Regions from separate parts of the Mus musculus genome. Here region 2 is linked to region 1. Evidence: chromatin contacts called from public promoter capture Hi-C data. All regions are on one chromosome and are shown on one strand. Each heading gives the region's core, a stretch centred on a gene start, on an enhancer-like site or on the middle of the called end of the contact. The rest is flanking DNA. Distances are from core to core; before and after follow the strand shown. Region 1 holds the start of Wdr24 (WD repeat domain 24). Region 2 overlaps Msrb1 (methionine sulfoxide reductase B1).

Region 1 (4,623 bases), core at 847-3,346:
TAATCCCAGCACTTGGGAGACAGAGGCAGGCGGATTTCTGAGTTCAAGGTCATCCTGGTCTACAGAGTGAGTTCCAGGACAGCCAGAACTACACAGAGAAACCCTGTCTCAGAAAAAAAAAGAAAAAGAAAAAGAAAAAGAAAAAAGAAAAAAAAAGAAAAAAGAAAAAAAAAGAAAAAGAAAACAAGGATCTAGGATCTTGCTATCCAAGAGCAGAAATGAGCCTTATCTTCTGCACGGGGTCACTAAGTGAGGGATTGTGATGTTCTAAAATAATCCAGTGATGCTGGATAGATGGCTCGGTAGTGCAAAGAATCTACTGTTCCTACAGAAGACCTGGGGTCAGTTTCCCAGCACTCACGTCAGATGCCTTTAAGCTGCCCAGTAACTCTAGCTTTAGGGATATGATGTTCTCTGGCCGCCTAGGGAACCTGAACACACATTGGTACAAATAAAAACTCACACAGGCACATTTTTGCATTTACATGTGCACACACTCAAATAAAGATTAAATAAATAAATAATCACAGACTGCTAGAAGATCAAGACTATTGTGTCCACCTCAAGAGAAAGGGCAAGTGCTGAAGGGAGGACTGCTAGCCAGCTTTGTCCTTCTCTGCAATGCCTTCTGTCTTGCTAAAAACCTTAGATTATATTCCTAGAGCTAGCCACCATGGTATGTTCCCTTATTTGGCCACTTCTACTCCTGAGGCTGGCGATGAAGGCCCAGCTATCAAAGTATTGAGGTCCAGCAATCAAAAGCCCCCATGGGTTCACTTAATTAACCTGTCTAATCAAAATTAAATACCTCATTCTAACATGGTGTTTCTCCCTCTTACACTTATAAAGTCATAAAGTGTCATTTGTCTATAGGCCATGTCTGTCTCCTTTCTATCCAGAGGCAGTTCTTTATCCCCTCTGGTCAAATATCCCTACTCCCTCTCCTCCCTGACCCTCTATCTGCTGTCTGTCCCTATTGCCTAGCCTTTGTCCCTTTGGGGCAAACAATCTTTCTTTATGCTGAGAACTTGGTCTTGAGGCTCCTCAGCCAACACTGATTTCTTACAATGGAGACTAAATCTACTAAGCCACTGATGACTGGTTGTCAGGCTCTGAAAGTACCAAAACAGGTGTAATCATACAAACCACAGTAGACAAAGGAGACATTAGACTGGGGTGGCAAGGATGGCCTAAGATGGTAGGCATTTGAGCTAAGTGCCTACCTATGTGTAAAGGAGACACCTTCTGCAGGGGTAGAAGCCATAGGTAGAAGCCATGGTTTTATAACACAGCTGATGAACTGTGAAAGAAGAAGGAAAATACTCAGAGGGAAGGAAGCTGGGATAGAAACAAGCTGAGAAAGGAGGAGCCAAGAAAGGTAGAGCTGCAGATGAGCCAGAAAGGTCAGGGTCAGGTCTCTGAGACCTATACACAGTGAAATAATGACCTAGAGTAGAAAAGGCACCAGGCTGCTAGTGCTTCCGTAGGGGAAGTGGCACTGTGGCAGAGTGGTGGAACTCAAGGTCTCCTTAGAAAATTTCTCCTCGCCGGGCAGTGGTGGTGCACGCCTTTAATCCCAGTACGGATTTCTGAGTTCGAGGCCAGCCTGGTCTACAGAGTGAATTCCAGTACAGCCAGGGATGTACAAAGAAACCCTGTCTCGAAAAACAAAAAACAAAACAAAACAACAAAAACAAACAAACAAAAAACAAAAAACCAAAAAAGAAAAAAAAAAGAAAAAGAAAAAAGAAAAGAAAAGAAAGAAAGAAAAAAAGAAAAAGAAAATTACTTCTCCAAGACCGGAGGAAAGGTTTAAGTACTGGTATTAAGATATTGAGATTAAAATAAACATAGCCTAGTTGGTAGAGAACTTGTCTCTCGGGCTCGATTTCCAGAACCATAAAACAAAACAAAACAAAACAAAACAAAACAGAAACCCTAACCAAACGATCAATAGCGGACATATATAACCAAGTTAAAACCAGGGAGCCCAATTCTGGTCCGTTTGCTCTGCAGAAGCGCTGTTCGCAGACACGGAACTCTTATGGTGTGAAAGACGAGTTGTCACTCACTTCCGGCGAAGTGAGAATAAGAAAGGACTACTTCCGGTAATGGGCGGGCAGTAGGTGAGTCTCTTCCGGTACTGTAGCTGAAGACCACTCTGTGCTTTCGGTAAATGACTGGCGTGCGACGGGGCAGAGGCTTTTCTAGCACCTGGTTCTGGTCCCTCAGTTGCCGCTGCACGGTGCAATTAGACACCTGCACTTATTGCTGTAGCCTCTCTTCTGCATTCCAAGGTGTATGAACTCAGTCCATACCCATCTAGCTTCTCTGCCCTTTCCACTCGGTTGTTTTTCCTCTTGGAAGCCCCGCAATCCTCGGAGGCATGGGGCTGTGAAGTCAGGAGCCACTCCCCGCCCCCAGGATCTCACTGATGGAGAATTAACCACATAGAATCGGGAGACGTCAGATATGGTGCTGACGAACCTCAGGTTAGCTCTGGAGCCTTCTGGAGAACTCCAATGAATGTGAACCTTCCTAAGATAACGACTGGCTGATGGACCATCTCAGGCCGAAGGTTCGAGAGGAGACTGAACCTGAATTGTTAGGACACCATGGCTGACCAGGTCAGCACACTTCACTGACCTCCTCCTGCCTCTGATACCTGTGCAGACATGGAAAAGATGTCCCGAGTTAGCACAGCCCTGAGCGGCAGTGCTCTGACGGGCCGAACCATGCACTGCCATCTGGACGCGCCAGCTAATGCCATCAGCGTGTGCCGCGACGCTGCCCAGGTTGTCGTGGCAGGCCGAAGCATCTTCAAGATTTATGCCATTGAGGAGGAGCAGTTCGTAGAGAAGCTGAATTTACGTGTGGGTAGGAAGCCCTCGCTCAACCTGAGCTGTGCTGATGTGGTCTGGCACCAGATGGATGAGAATCTGCTGGCCACAGCAGCCACCAATGGTGTGGTGGTTACATGGAACCTAGGTCGGCCATCCCGCAACAAGCAGGATCAGCTGTTCACAGAACACAAGCGCACAGTGAACAAAGTCTGTTTCCATCCCACCGAGGCCCATGTGCTGCTCAGTGGCTCTCAGGATGGCTTCATGAAGTGCTTTGACCTCCGAAGGAAGGACTCTGTCAGCACCTTCTCTGGTGAGGCCCACAGAGGAAGTTGGGGGTACATCTGGATCTCTGTAGGTGTTAGACCTGACAGGCAGGCTGAAATGTGTGTCCATCAGAGGCCCTCAGATGGACCCTCAGAGGCGGAACAGCCCAGAAAGAGTGGTGGAAATGGGAACGGTTGGCCCCCTGAGAAGGATAAGCCCAACACTGCTGTTGGGGTGGGGGGGGGGGCGAGGCAGGAGGTCAGACCAGTGGAAATTGAGACTGGGTGGTGGGTGTGGCTAATAGGGAAGGCGGAGCCTTCAGACACACCGTAGTGAGTGGCGGAGCCTTGTGTCTTCAGGACTCAGACCGGGACTCAGAGTGAGGTGGGGAGTACACAGCGCCCCTTTCATGGCAGGCCAAGCTGTCTGCATTCAGCCCTCATTCCCCTCTCTCAGATCTTTAATGAGACCAAATGATGCGCAGGCAGAGCCTTGGGGCCTGGAGAATTTGGGGGTTACAACAGACCTTGAGCTGTCTGTGGCAGGGAAAAGCACTGGACACTGTACCCGCAGGCTCCTTGTTTGGCGATCTTTTAAGGTGGGTATGGTCTCTGAGCTCTTCGGTCCTTCGAGGCTAACTAGGCAGCTGGCAGGGCATTGAGCAGAGCACGAGGAGCCTCCTCTTCCATTCGTTGGGTCTTCCACAAGCCTTGGCCTGGGACATATAGACAGCCAACGAGGGTGAGCTCCTGTGCCTCCAGTGCTCACACATAGCCTTCTGAGGCAGGTCTGCAGCTTTGCCTGTGCAGAATCTAGGGAACTGAGGCTGGGAGTCTGCACTGAAACTACCTGGCATACTCTGGCCTAGGCAGATTTTGGTGGTGTTTCTCCAGTCCTGTGTTTCTGGGCTGGGCTATAGGCTGGTGAATAACATGGTTGGAGCCACTCCAAGGGCTCCCCCACGCCCTGGGGGCCAGCCCCTCACTTATGTCTGTACCACTGTGTGCCCACAGGCCAGTCTGAGAGCGTGCGGGATGTGCAGTTCAGTATCCGTGACTACTTTACCTTTGCTTCCACCTTTGAGAATGGCAACGTACAGCTCTGGGACATCCGCCGACCCGACCGCTGTGAGAGGATGTTCACAGCCCACAATGGGCCTGTCTTCTGCTGTGATTGGCACCCAGAGGACAGGTGTGGTGTGGGGAGAAGATGGGCCTTAAGGCTGGAGGCTAAACGATGCCTTTGGGTGTGGCAGGGTCTCCTTTCCCATGGGAGAGGTCACTGACAGCTTGAGTGGGACATTCTCCGCAGGGGCTGGCTGGCCACGGGTGGACGTGACAAGATGGTAAAGGTCTGGGACATGACCACACATCGTGCCAAAGAGATACACTGTGTGCAGACAATCGCTTCAGTGGCCCGAGTCAAGTGGCGGCCTGAATGCCGCCACCACCTGGCCACGTGTTCCATGATGGTGGACCACAACATCTATGTATGGGATGTACGCCGCCCCTTC
Region 2 (4,301 bases), core at 701-3,200, 1.1 Mb before region 1:
GAGGAGGATCTGGGCCGTGTGACCAAGGGCTTTCTTCTGACCCTGAGCAACTGCCATTCCTCTCTATAGTAGACATGGCAGCATAGTTTCTATCACATGGCTGCTGAGGACAATTGAAAGTGGGCCCTGGGGCTGGTGAGATGGCTCAGTGGGTAAGAGCACCCGACTGCTCTCCCGAAGGTCAGGAGTTCAAATCCCAGCAACCACATGGTGGCTCACAACCATCTGTAACGAGATCTGACTCCCTCTTCTGGAGTGTCTGAGGACAGCTACAGTGTACTTACATATAATAAATAAATTAATAAATCTTAAAAAAAAAAAGAAAAAAAAAAGAAAGTGGGCCCTGGGGCCTACCACATAGTAACGGTATAGTAAAACACCTTTATCGACCTTTTTAGTGGTAGTCAAGGGCTGTGGCCAGATGATCTGCAGAACGGAGCCTTCAAAAACCAGCTGCTGCCATTGCCTTCCTGTGGGGTGGATCCGTGCTCTGTGTCTGCTAGTGGAGGGAGAGACCGTGGGCTCCCTTTGTAGGACTCATGTGCACACAGCACGCAGAGCACTCTGAGCTGGGTCCCTGGGCCGCTCTGCTGGCCAGGAGCCTGAATCATGATTTTGTTGTTTTCTTTTAACACTTTTCAGAAAAATCCCTTTTTTCCCCTTTATTTTTGTTCAGTGTATATGGGTGTTTTGCCTGCATGTATTTCTTGTGTACCACCTGAGTGCAGTGCCTACAGAGCCAGGGGAGGGCACCAGTACTAGTGTTACAGATGGTTGTGAGATACTATGTGGGTGCAGGGGATGGAACTGGCCCCGTGGAAGAGCAGCCTAACTTTCCAGTCCCTTCCCAGAGTACATTTTAATTATTTTCGTAGTGTATTTGTGGGTACGTGTGCGATACGTGCCACATGTGGTGAGAGTCAGAGGACCATTCGTGGGACTCTGTTCTCTTCCTGCACTGCGTGGGTCCTGGAGATCAAATTCAGGTTGCTAGGCCTGGTTGCCATGTACCTTTTACTCACAGAGGCATCTCACAATTCCTGGTTTTAGTTTTTTAGGTTTTTGGTTTGTTCATTTGTTTTTCTTTTTTGGTTTTCCAAGACAGGGTTTCCCTGTGTAGCCCTGGCTGTCCTGGAACTCACTCTGTAGACCAGGCTGGCTTCGAACTCAGAGATCCTCTTGCCTCTGCCTCCCGAGTGAAAGGTCTTACTATTTAGCCCTGGCTGTCCTTGAACTCACAGAGCTTTACCTGCCTCTGCCTTTTAGTACTTTAAGTGCTTTAGTACTTTTGAGATTGGGTCTCTTCTGTAGCTCAGGGTGGCCTGGAACTTACCATACAGCACTCTCTGCTCCTCTCGAATCCCCAGCCTCAGCCTCGCTGGGCTTGCACATACGAGCCGTCATGCCCAACAGAAGCATGGCTTAACCATAATGTGTTTTCTCTTCCTTCTCTTTTCCAGGCAAAGAAGCTGCTGCCTCCCAGGGGCACTAGGTGAGCAGCTTTCTTTCCCAGATGGGCACACCCACTCTCTGGCAGCCCCACGTTAGTGTCAGAACCTCAGGCATTCGGTCTGGGGTGGGGGCGGGGGTGGGGAGGAGGCTCCCTATGCGCCCTTGTTTCTCAGGGGAACCACTTTAGAGGAAGCACTTTCTGGAAGGTTTCCACTGCTCTACCATATTGAGCTGGGGATGGGGCCGAGACATGGGCTGTTTGGAATCTGTAGGAGACTTGGTTCAGGTCATCTCTAAATGACCCTCAAACTGCCACCAATCTCCTTGGCTGTCCACACTGACCCCTGTGGCGCTCTGAGGATGTGCCTTGGCCCTCACTAAAGCTTGTGCCTGTCTGTTCTGGGCTCTGCAGGACATGGACTGCGAATGGCCTGCCCCCTGCCCCCTGCCCCCTGTCCCCTGCCAACCGCTCCAGCCTCAGTCACCGAATGATCTGCTCTGGTCAAATCCTTCTATGCCAGCCAGGGTGGTGATGACCCGTGACCTTTGAGGAGGGGAGTAGGCTGATACCGGGAACTCTTGGATCCTTGCCTTCTGGCAGAGAAAACAAAACTCCGTTTCATAATCTGCAAACTCATCTTGCCTCACTCTAGCTTGGGGAAGTGACAGTTGTTGCCCCATTAGCTGGCCAGCGTGGCAGGGACCCTCTTCTCACCACTTTGTCCAGCGTGTACCTCCCAAGAGAAAGCCACTGTACCTTATTGGTGTGTTTGGAAGCTCTTGACACCTGGGAGAGTGGCTGAAGCTGAGACCCACTCCCCCCCTTGATTGCTCTCTGGGATGATCAAGTAGAAGTCAATAAACATGCAGCCTGAGCCGTTTCCGTGTTTGTTGTCTCATGCTAGGATTGAACTAGGATTACAAGCGCCACTGTACTGGATTTGATTTTAACAGTGTTCAAACAGTGCCCAGCGTCTGCTAGAGCCCTAGGGAGATGTTAGTCTCCCCTCATCTGTCTCAGAGCCAGGAGGATTCCTCAGTCTCTGGGAAGAGGGTGCATGTCAGGTTTGACGGTCTTGAAGCTTGGAAGAGCCAGGCAGAGGCCAGGGCTGCAGGAGTTTGAAACAGTTACCTGGAGATGCTCTGGGCTCAAGGCCTTCTTGTGAATAAGACTGGCTGTTCCTTTGTCTGGCCCACTGTTGAGATGTCCCTCAGGAATGAAGGGAGGTGGGGCCTGCTCTGGTGATACTGCCTGCTGACCAGCCGGGGCTTGGTGTGGTAATAAATTAATATTAATTGGGGGTTACTACCCTAGCTTTGATCATTCAGTTCCCAGATAAAAGACACAAATCTTTACAGGTATAATAAGCCTTAATAGCACTAAAGCTGGATGGATATCAACCCTCTATGCTATTATGCTTTCTTCCCTGTCAATAACCCCAAATTACAATTTGCCTTGTTCTGCTTGGGCCACTCTCATTCCAACTGGGCAACCCTCATGACCATGTTTTTATGATTCACCTACTCCATGGTGTCGTCTCCTCTCTCTTCCTTCTCTCTTGCTCGTGGTCTCGGCCTCACACCCCATGCCCGGGAACAAAACCCAATCTACCTCTCTTCCGCCCAGCTATAGGCTGTAGTCATCTTCATTTCAACCAATAGTTTTAAATTAAGGAGCAAGGTCACAACATAGCCTCACTGGGGTAAGAGAGGATTCTCTCATCCCTGAGGCAACCAGACCGGGTGTGTGTGTGTGTGTGTGTGTGTGTGTGTGTGTGTGTGTGTGTGTGTGTGTGTGTGTATTTAGCATTACAATACATACATACAGATTGAACCTCAACAGGGGCTGCCGATCTGGATGGCCTCAGTGGTTGAGTCTCGATGGTGGGGAGGGGGATTCATGCTCTGGGATTTCTATGAGGAGGGAAAAGTATGTGGACCTTGGCTGCAGAACCTCTGGACCCCTCTTCAACCTCCAGCAAACTGACTACGTACACAGACGCTCCTCTCCTAAAGTCACTGTGAGTGTTAACAGTGAGACCTCCTTATTCTAAGCACATTGACGTTCATGCTCCCGTGATTGTCCTAACTGACTCCCTAATGGCAGCTATTGGACTCTTCCTTGCTATCCTGGCTGCCTTGAGGGAAAGGCCAGATGAGTAGCCAGCCAGACTACCCTTAACACCAGCACGGGCTGGCTTGAACATTCTGTGGATGTTGGAGCAAAGCTCACAGTGATGGAAGCAGATTGCTCCAGGCTCCAGAAGGCACAGTTTTAGCTGAGGCTGTTTGAAACAGTTAATACCAGATTCTTTTCTACCACAAACCTCTGAGTTCTAGATGATCCTATAACCGTCTCTATCCAGGCCAGAGAAGGAGCACTTTTTTGTTGGCCTAGCAGAAGATCTGCTGTGCTGGGAGTTCAAAACAAAACAAAACAAAACAACAACAACAACAACAACAACCAGGCTATAGCCAGGCAGTGCAGTCTTTAATCCCAGCACTCAGGACACCGAGACAGGCAGATCTCTTGAGTTTAAGGCCAGCCTGGTCTACAGAGTGAGTTCGGGGACAGCCAGGGCTACACAGAGAAACCCTGTCTCCAAAAGAAACAAAACAAACAAAACAGTTTGTGATTGGTGCAGGAATAAATTGTCATTTGCATGGGAGGTGTGCTATGATTGGTACATAGACTTTCACTCACTCACTGTGCTGTTTAGTCTTAGTCTTCTTACATCAGGCCCAAGAAAAGGCTTTCTTCAGTGTCTTGTCTTGCTCACTGTCAGCAGTGCAGGCTGAACTGGCAACAGGAAGACAAAGTGGCCACAATAGTGGAGCAAAGGCAGAGG

Evidence for each region. Promoter capture Hi-C pulls out the DNA fragments that hold promoters and counts their contacts.
Region 2: a promoter capture Hi-C map of liver shows a contact between it and region 1, with 3 times the contacts expected there. The contact joins the enhancer-like site here to the promoter of Wdr24 in region 1. A contact is called at or near these places in 5 of 39 promoter capture datasets (the HPC-7 cell line, cranial neural crest, liver and 2 more), 2 of 484 Hi-C or Micro-C datasets (B cells and embryonic stem cells) and 4 of 115 datasets of contacts at active chromatin or transcription factors (embryonic stem cells, kidney, microglia and 1 more).

Annotation. Positions count from the first base shown.
Region 1 is chr17:25,821,531-25,826,153 of GRCm38.p6, forward strand. It overlaps Wdr24 (WD repeat domain 24), which reads left to right and starts at 2,097. Exons shown (of 9, transcript NM_173741.3): 1 at 2,097-3,156; 2 at 4,124-4,301; 3 at 4,422-4,623. The coding sequence starts at 2,676.
Region 2 is chr17:24,740,446-24,744,746 of GRCm38.p6, forward strand. It overlaps Msrb1 (methionine sulfoxide reductase B1), which reads left to right. Exons shown (of 5, transcript NM_013759.3): 4 at 1,461-1,492; 5 at 1,865-2,333. The coding sequence ends at 1,492. Among named protein-coding and RNA genes, the nearest start is that of Msrb1, 6.0 kb to the left of the region's middle. Within about 2 kb of position 1,951, at least 36 of the 459 cell types and tissues checked have an H3K27ac peak or open chromatin away from gene starts, as enhancers often do. A contact at or near this core is called in liver, where this site is marked.